Linked DNA regions of Gossypium hirsutum: region 2 is linked to region 1. Evidence: chromatin contacts called from public Hi-C data. All regions are on one chromosome and are shown on one strand. The core of a region is the stretch at or near the end of the contact, and the rest is flanking DNA. Distances in the headings are between cores, read along the strand shown.

Region 1 (4,236 bases), core at 1,053-3,552:
AATGAAGTTGGAGACTTGGTAAGTGTTAGGCTCGAAAATACCAATAGAGGTTGATTTGGTATTTTAAAATTCTCTACAAGATGAAGAACAACTTGGATAATTCGATTTATAGTAGTTTGACGTTAATTGCCTACATCCACTACCTTGGTGTACCTCAACCAAGGATTTCCCAATTTACTATGAGAATTGATACCTTTCAAGTAGAAGGTATAAACTTTACAACTCTATCTTTTTCCCAAGGCTTAGATATAACCTTTCCCCTTAGCTTTTATTGAAAAACTAGAACTCTTATTAGTTTTTATGGCTCAATTAAAGCCATCCAAATTTATAATTGCTGATATGAAAGAAAGTAAACAAAAAAAAACCTCTACAAAGTGTATGTTTACAAAAAATTAAGCTTTCAAATAAATGAAATGAGAGTAATAAAAATCTAACAATAAACTCTTATTGACTATTTACAAGAGAAATGAAATAATGAGAAATTGAATACTTTTCTCTTGTGTTTGATGCTTGGATATCTCCATCTTGTGTCTTGATCTATCTTTGACTTGTATTTTTTTAAGGAATGAATTTGTGAACATTTATGGGTCGTTAGAGATAAATTCTTGCCGTTGAGAGCATTAAGTTTGTGCGTAAAAACTATCCTTGTAACCCAGGTCATGAAACATGGCAAGATGTCTCGAGATATGGTTGAAAAATAGTCATTATATAGTCGTTGGTTGGCTATGTCTCGAGACAAACATGCCAATGTCTCTAAACATGGAACCCATAAAGCAAAATTTTAGTTTTAAAATTTCATGTCTTGAGACATATAGTCCTATGTCTCAGGACTACGTCTTAAGACTTGACTACGAAAGTTCCTTAAGAACATTTTAAACATCTTAGAACACTTTGGTATTGACTCAAAAACATTTGGATAAATTAAAACATATTTTCACTAAATGGCTTAGAAAAATATAATATATAAAATTTATCTTAAATGCTATTATATTAAAAGCGTGGGAAATCAAAGTTAATAGCAAAAGTTATGCATATTTGTAGAATATTCAAAAAGAAAATGGGGTAAGCTATTTTATAATCCAAAGGACCAAATGGACACAGTGTCGATTTGTAAGACATTCCTTAGGAAAAGTTACATAAACAAGTTCAAGTCTCGAAACCCATTGGAAATACAATAATCCAAGAGGTTTTAGTCATGATATTATTCCAAGTGATGAACTTGAAAATGGTCAACATCATAAAAAGCTTTGGCTTAGGGGGATAGTTTCCTTAGGATAGAAGTTGTTCATGATGGTCTAGTTTATCAAATAGATGACCTAGTAAACTATGATGATACTATGCAATAATGTTGATTTCAAGTCCTTAACCACTAGCTCATCATGCAGCTTCCTGATCTTGCCCTTCAAGTTTTGAATTTCCATTTCTAGTTCCAAAACCCAAGCCTCAAGATAACAAGCCTTTTGCACGCTTGAGGAATTACCGATATTAGCTTATGGATTATTATAGTCCCAGAACCTAAGCCGTATTATTTTAAGGTGGATTATTTTTACTAACAAGTAATAAGAGTGTCAGTTCATGGATTCCTTAAAACTAAAATCGATTTAGTCCTATGCATTTTAACTGGTTAGCCAATCTTTTTCACACTACCATCTTCATCTCCTCGCTAAACTAATTGGTAGTTATTTAAGCTCGATCTAATTTGAAATATGAGTTTAAAATTTTATTTAAATTAGTTCATAATTGTAAACAGTTAGGTTGAATTTATCTAGATTCCCTTGTATTATTTTTTTAAAAAAAAGTTACTATTTTTTAATATTTAGTAATTATATATAAGTATACTATCATTATATTTTTTATTTTATTAAAAAAATTTATATTTACATTATAACATAATATACTTAACTTCTATATATAAATAACATAATACATAAAAGAAAAGAAAAGAAAAATAACATATTATATACTTAAAAATCGAACAGATTAGGCCGAATTTGGGCTTTGAATATTAAAATTAGAGTCTAATCCATATTTTAAAAGAGCCTAATTTTTTTAAAACTTATTTTTCTACCCTAATATTAACCTTCTAAATTTTAACTCAACTTTCCAACTTAAAAAGTTAATCCGAACAATTCTTACCAAACAAGCCCACAAAAATGTATCATTGGTAGAAAAGGGCATGGAATTAAACCAAGAACAATTTCATAAACAACTAAAGGCCCGGAAATTTGCTATCATCATTGATCCATGGAAGAATTATCAATTACAAAAGTAAGCCCAAGAGAGTATCGTCAGTGTTGGGCCAACCAGATGAGTCAGCTCCGAGTGAGCAAAGCTAGCAAGCCATATTATACTAATGGAAACTGACCCTAGTACCTTCTTTCTTCATCCACGCTCTGCTGCTTCTTCATTTTGTTCGATTCTTCCTTTATTAATCAATCTTTTAGCTCCCTAACTTCAATTTTCTTCTTAGGATAACCCCTTGTTTTTCAGGATGGAGGTGCCTTACTCTTTCCTTTTTCTTCCCTCTCTCTCGCTTCACTTTTATGCTTAATAACAGTTTTGGTTTCTGGGTTTTGTTTTCCTTCTGATTACGGGGAAATGGTGTTTTTTTTCCTCTCTTTTTTTGTTTATTACTTTGGTTTTGAGTTTGGGTTTTCAAAAAATGATACTATTGTCTTGGTTGATCATCAAAAATAGAAAAGGAATAATTTAGGGACGGTTTCTGAGAATTTCTAGGGTGATCATCAATGATAGCTTGAAGAACTAGCTTTTGTTATATATATAGAATTGTTTGAATTGTTGAATATTTTTTGGACTTTTACTAACATAATAGGTTCAATTAGTGTAATTTTGTAAGATTCATAATCTAGGAATTTAAACAAAACATATTGCAATTTGATTGTTATTTTTGTGAACTTGCCAGAAGGTGGGAATTTTATGTTGTGGATGTAATTATTGGTGCAAAAGACATCATTTGAGGTAGTTCCTGGTACAGGGTCCGGTATGTCAAGTAGCCTGGGGATGCTATGTTCTATTGGCTATTTCCATTGGGGCCCATTGTGCCATGTCTAGTGATAATTTAGCATGTCCATCGACTTCGGACCTGCGAACTCAGCCCGTGGCTGCCCTTGATAAGGAGGGCATTGGACCTGCGATGACGTCTATACCAATGATTGCTTGTTCAACTTCTCTGTCTGAGGTTCCTCTGTTATTTTGTGGCTTGCCTTGAAAATAAAATTAGTTATGGCCATAGGCATTTTCAGTGGTTGATTCGTGTAGCATTCAGTGGCTTTATTTCAGTATTTCTGTTTCCTTTTGTTGTTTTTCGGTTCAATGGTGACTTTGTGCTAAACATTTTTGGTAATGATTTGTTAGCACCACTCGGGTGGAAGTGGGACCAACAAGAACAAACAAATGGTGGAGCAGTTGCAGCGATATGGAGTGATTTCATCAAAGAAGGTTGTTGAAGTAATGGAGACTATTGATAGAGCATTATTTGTACCTGATGGGACCCCAGCTTATGTCGATAGTCCAATGGCAATAGGTTACAATGCCACCATTTCTGCACCTCATATGCATGCTACCTGCCTTCAGTTATTGGAGGAAAATTTGCAGCCCGGCATGCATGCTTTAGACATTGGTTCAGGTCTCTTTTCACTCCATTATGTCGTATCTGTGCTTTTCAGATTCTTTCATATATACTACTCTCTTGAAATGGTGGAATATCAAATGTGCTGCACTTATTCTCTTGATGTTAATCTCACTTTGTCAATGGTCATTGAGAAACAGTCGACCATACTAGTTGATGGCTGCATCCAATCATCCTGCATTTAGGAAATGTTTTTAGTGAAACCATCAAAATCCAATCTCAAGTGTTTACGACTCTATGGTAGTGGCGGGAAAACGAAAGGTTGTTTGAAGAACACTAGTGTTATAAACTTTCAAGTGTCCGAAGGCTTTTTGGATCATTATCATAACACTTTTTGCATAATTTAGTCATTGATAGCAGTCTAATATTTTTATTTTCCTTTTCTTGTGGAAAGGCTTATTTTAGTTTTCATCATGCATTTGTTCTGTAGGAACGGGGTACTTGACTGCTTGTTTTGCAACAATGGTTGGACCACAGGGTCGTGCTATTGGTGTGGAACATATTCCTGAATTGGTTGCTTCTTCTATAAAAAATATTGAAAAAAGTGCTGCGGCTTCGCCATTGAAAGGAGGTTCTCTTTCAGTGCA
Region 2 (4,281 bases), core at 1,178-3,677, 700 kb before region 1:
TTATTATTATTATTATTATTATTATCTGTCTTCTTCCTAAAATTGATCACTTATTTGTAGTGACACCAGCACTAATAAAAACACCTAAATTTTTGCTCCAAAGCCAAAGCCAAACCTCAATTTTTATTTTTAAAAGTTTAGGAGTACAATATAATTTAAATACATGTTGGAGTAATTATTAGGTGCAAAATTAAGCTATTACAACATAAACGGAAGAAGAATTGGAACAAAGAACCAAATTGTTACCACATAAATAAACTATAAATTGAAATAATCTAGACTAAGAACTACAAATTGAACTAAAATTCACACATGACAACAGTTCATGATAGGACTCGAAGGCCCACGCATTTAATTGCACATGATGAGTCTTGAACCTAGATACTCAAGATGTAAGAACTCTACATTTGTCAACTATGTCAATATCTAATCGGCTTAATTTTTATGGCTGGAAAGAAAAACAAAAGGATAAACTACATCCAAGGTCATTAAACTATTAGTAAATTTACGTTTTGATCGCTCAACTTCAAAAAGTTACAAAATGTCATTAAACTATTTAAAAGTTTTCATAGGTCACTAAACTATGCAAAAGTTTTTATTTAAGTCACCGGGTTGTTAATTTTTCTTTTCTAAAAAAATTCTGCTAGCAAGCTCCAAACGATGATTCTATAATCGATATGGTGGATCAATACCCATTGACGAGTAAAAGAACATACCTTAGATCCAAATTGATCTGACAATCAGTGTTGATGATCGGAGAAATATTTATTTGAATTTTGATTCATAAAGTTAGAATATTTTAAGTTATTTCATAAAAAAATGAACTGTAGAAGAGAATGAAAAGAGAAATTTTGAATTGGTGAAAACAATGCAAACAAAGGTCATACAGTAGTGATTTTAACATCTCCATAACTTAAATGAAAACTTTCAAATAATTCAATAACCATTTTGTAGCATTTTGAAATTAAATGATTAAAACATAATAATTTAATAACATTGAATGCAATTTACCCAAAAATACATATACATGATTACCTAGTGAGAAAAGTAATGATTTTGAGGGTCAGACATCTGTCGGTCCATAGTACCTTTGAGAAAATTTACTGATGAAAACGAATTTTCAACCTCCAAAAACTTTTGAAGAAAATTAACAACTATAGTTCCTTACCCTAAGTATGTGATATTTTAATGAAATATTATTGGATATTTGCAGATTTATAAAGTTATCTCCTCATGCTGATTCCAACTGCAAGCCTTAAATGACAATAAGTTAAAATAATTAATTAATTAATTAATAGCGACAGTACTCTGTTTGAAAAAATAAATTAAATCCTAAGCAAGAATTGCCATTTGCCAGATCTGCTTATTCCCTTATCATTGTTGACAACCCTATTCCCACCTTGAGTAGAGTACAAACATAATAAGAGTTAATTACACAAACATCCCTAAACTATGACCCTCATTCTAAATTAGTCCCTAAACTCTAAGTTATTTTAATTATATTCCCAAACTATTGAGGGTATAGTAATTTGATCCTTATATTATTAAAATTGTTAATTTAACTGTTAAATGACACATTAAATTTTAAATGGCATAATTTAAAATGAAAATTTTAGGAAAAAAACTAATATTATAAAAATAGATGTTTTAAAAAAAATGTATAGTTTTGAGGTTTTCAAAGCTTTTAAAGAAGTTTTATCATTAACTTTTTTGTTCAATTTTACTTTATTTTTAGCTGTTTTTCTTTTTAAAAGTTTTCATTTTAAATTTAGTTACGTAATATTTGACGTATCATTTAACTTTTAAATTAATAAATTTAATAAAAGGACTTGATTGACACAACATTGATAACTTGAGCTATAATTAGAATGTTTTGAAGTTTTGGGACCAATTTAAAATGAGGACAGTCATTTGGGGATGTCTGGTGAAATTAACTCATATAAAAATAATAATTATAATAATAATAAAAGCTACCAGACAGCTGCCATGACCTGCTTAAAACGCCACCGTTTCACCTGCTTCTTTTATTAGGTAAATTTTTGTCAACGGTCCCTCTACTATGTATTTCTAGAAGATTCAGTTCCTCTTATTTCTAATCTCAATTATAAAATCAAATGTTTTTGTGTCTTTATTTATTTTTTAACGTATGGCATACACACTTTGATTTTATTTTATAGTTAAATAATCTCTTTTTCATAAAGTGCAAAAAGTTGGTCCAGTTATATTAAGAAATGTCAATGTATATAAATGATCATGTGAAATTATTTGATACAATTAATGGAAAATTTTGGTCATAGGATTTAAAATAACATTTCGAACAAATTATAGTATAGGACTAAATATACCAAAAATACATAGTACAAGGACTTTTTGTCAGAATTTGACCCTTTTCTTACTTTCTTTTAACGACTCTCCTTCTTCACCTTAAATTATAAAGGCCTGAATGGATCTTGGAGATTTCCCACCACTGGGGAGCCGCCCAATGATACCGTCGGCTGCTCCGCCGTTGCCATAAAATTAGTAAAAGAGTAATGGCGCAACCTTTTAAACTAAAAGTTAACACCCTCCTAAACAAGCTCGGCGATCGAGACACCTTCTCTCTCGCAGCTGCTGAGCTCGACTCCATTGCTAGAAACCTTGATGCCACATCACTTCCGACTTTCATTTCCTGTATTCTTGCGGTCGATTCCTCCGATAAAAGCGGAGTGCGAAAGCAATGCGTGAAGCTCATTTCTGTTTTGGCTGTTAGTTATCCGAATTCTTTCCCTCATTTCCTCCCTAAAATCCTCTCTAGCCTCCTCCGTCGCCTGCGGGACCCCAATTCCGTTGTCCGTTCCGCCTGCGTCGACGCCGTCTCAGCTCTCTCCGTTAACCTCACCAAGTGCAACTTCTCATCTTCGTTTTTGAAGCCTTTGAGCGATGCGCTTTTCACAGAGCAAGAACCGAACGCGCAGATCGGGGCGGCATTGTGTTTGGCGGCGGCGATCGATGGATCACCGGATCCAGATCCAGTTAGGCTGGGGAAGATGTTAACGAAGCTGGAGAAACTCGTGAAAGTTGAAGGTTATAAGGCTAAGGCGGCAGTTTTGGTGGTTATCGGGAGTGTGATCGGATCGGGTGGGGCGTCAAATTTGGGTGATGAGATGATGAAAGCATTGGTGGGGTGCTTGATTGGGGTCTTGAGTAGTCATGATTGGGCAGCGAGAAAGGGAGCGGCAGAGGCGCTTGGGAGGTTAGCGGTGGTTGAGAGAGATTCATTGGCTGAGCTCAAAGCTGGTTGCATGAAAGTCTTCGAGGCTAGAAGATTTGATAAGGTTTTTAACTTAATTTTTATTCAAATTCTGGTGAGATCATTTGTATTTTGGTTTATATTATTATTTTTAATTGCTTCTTTTCTTTTTTGCCATATTTGGATGTGGATCTTATAGGTAAAGGCCGCCAGGGAGGTTATGAGTCAGATGTTGGAGGCGTGGAAGCAGGTTCCGGATGTTTCAGAAGAGGCGTCTCCACCGCCTCGATCACAGGCTTCTTCGAGAGGTATATGGTGATCTGCTTCTGCTTGATGGAAGTTGGATTTCTTGGCTAATCTGTACTAGTTTATCCGGTAGATTTTCTTTTATCCGAATTAGAAATGTCGCATAGGATCAATGCATCTTTGTTGTGAGCTGGTTATTTGGTCATTGCTTATTTTTTAAGTCTTTGCCGAGATTGATATGATCCGTATTGTGTAATACTTTTAACACTTGTGGCGGCATGAATCTGATATGTACACACTTATTTTTACTTACTGGATTTGGTTCTGTTTTAATAACAGAGAATGCAAGTGATGGATGCCGTCCGCCTGGTGCCAAAATTTCATCTAATTCGGATATCGCTGTTAAGAGGCCTACTTCAACAAAAAGGTCAACTTCACCTGATGGTTCCTTTGCAACCCCAGGGAGGAAGAGAAGTCCTTTAAAGGCAACCACTCAAGAAACGAATGGCAAGAAGCCCCTAGACCGGAGGGTTGATATTGCTTCTCCTCTTGCTGCTACTCTGCCAAGGGCTCGTGAGAATGGTTTTCAGGAGAGGAGGAATAATGAGAATGCGAGATCTGCAAAGTCTGAAATAAGGCGGTCCCTTTTCAGTAATAAGAATTCCGATGACAAGACGCACAAAATCAGTGGTTCAAAGTCTGGCTCTCGTGTTGCTCCTTGTCAAGAGGAAATCCCAGAATCCACTGTTATGGTTAGTACTGCCTCTGAAAATCTCAGCTCAAACCACAAGGACTGCGAGGATTTA

Evidence for each region. Hi-C and Micro-C count contacts between places; a contact is called where the count stands out from the background.
Region 2: a Hi-C map of leaf shows a contact between it and region 1, with 2.7 times the contacts expected there. The contact joins the promoter of LOC107887293 here to the promoter of LOC107887285 in region 1. A contact is called at or near these places in 2 of 34 Hi-C or Micro-C datasets (both in leaf).

The regions. Positions count from the first base shown.
Region 1 is chrA03:23,713,439-23,717,674 of Gossypium_hirsutum_v2.1, reverse strand. LOC107887285 (protein-L-isoaspartate O-methyltransferase 1) reads left to right here and starts at 2,302. Exons shown (of 5, transcript XM_016811474.2): 1 at 2,302-2,497; 2 at 2,996-3,199; 3 at 3,376-3,646; 4 at 4,080-4,236. The coding sequence starts at 2,492.
Region 2 is chrA03:24,418,112-24,422,392 of Gossypium_hirsutum_v2.1, reverse strand. LOC107887293 (TORTIFOLIA1-like protein 3) reads left to right here and starts at 2,427. Exons shown (of 5, transcript XM_016811483.2): 1 at 2,427-3,314; 2 at 3,429-3,537; 3 at 3,815-4,281. The coding sequence starts at 2,532.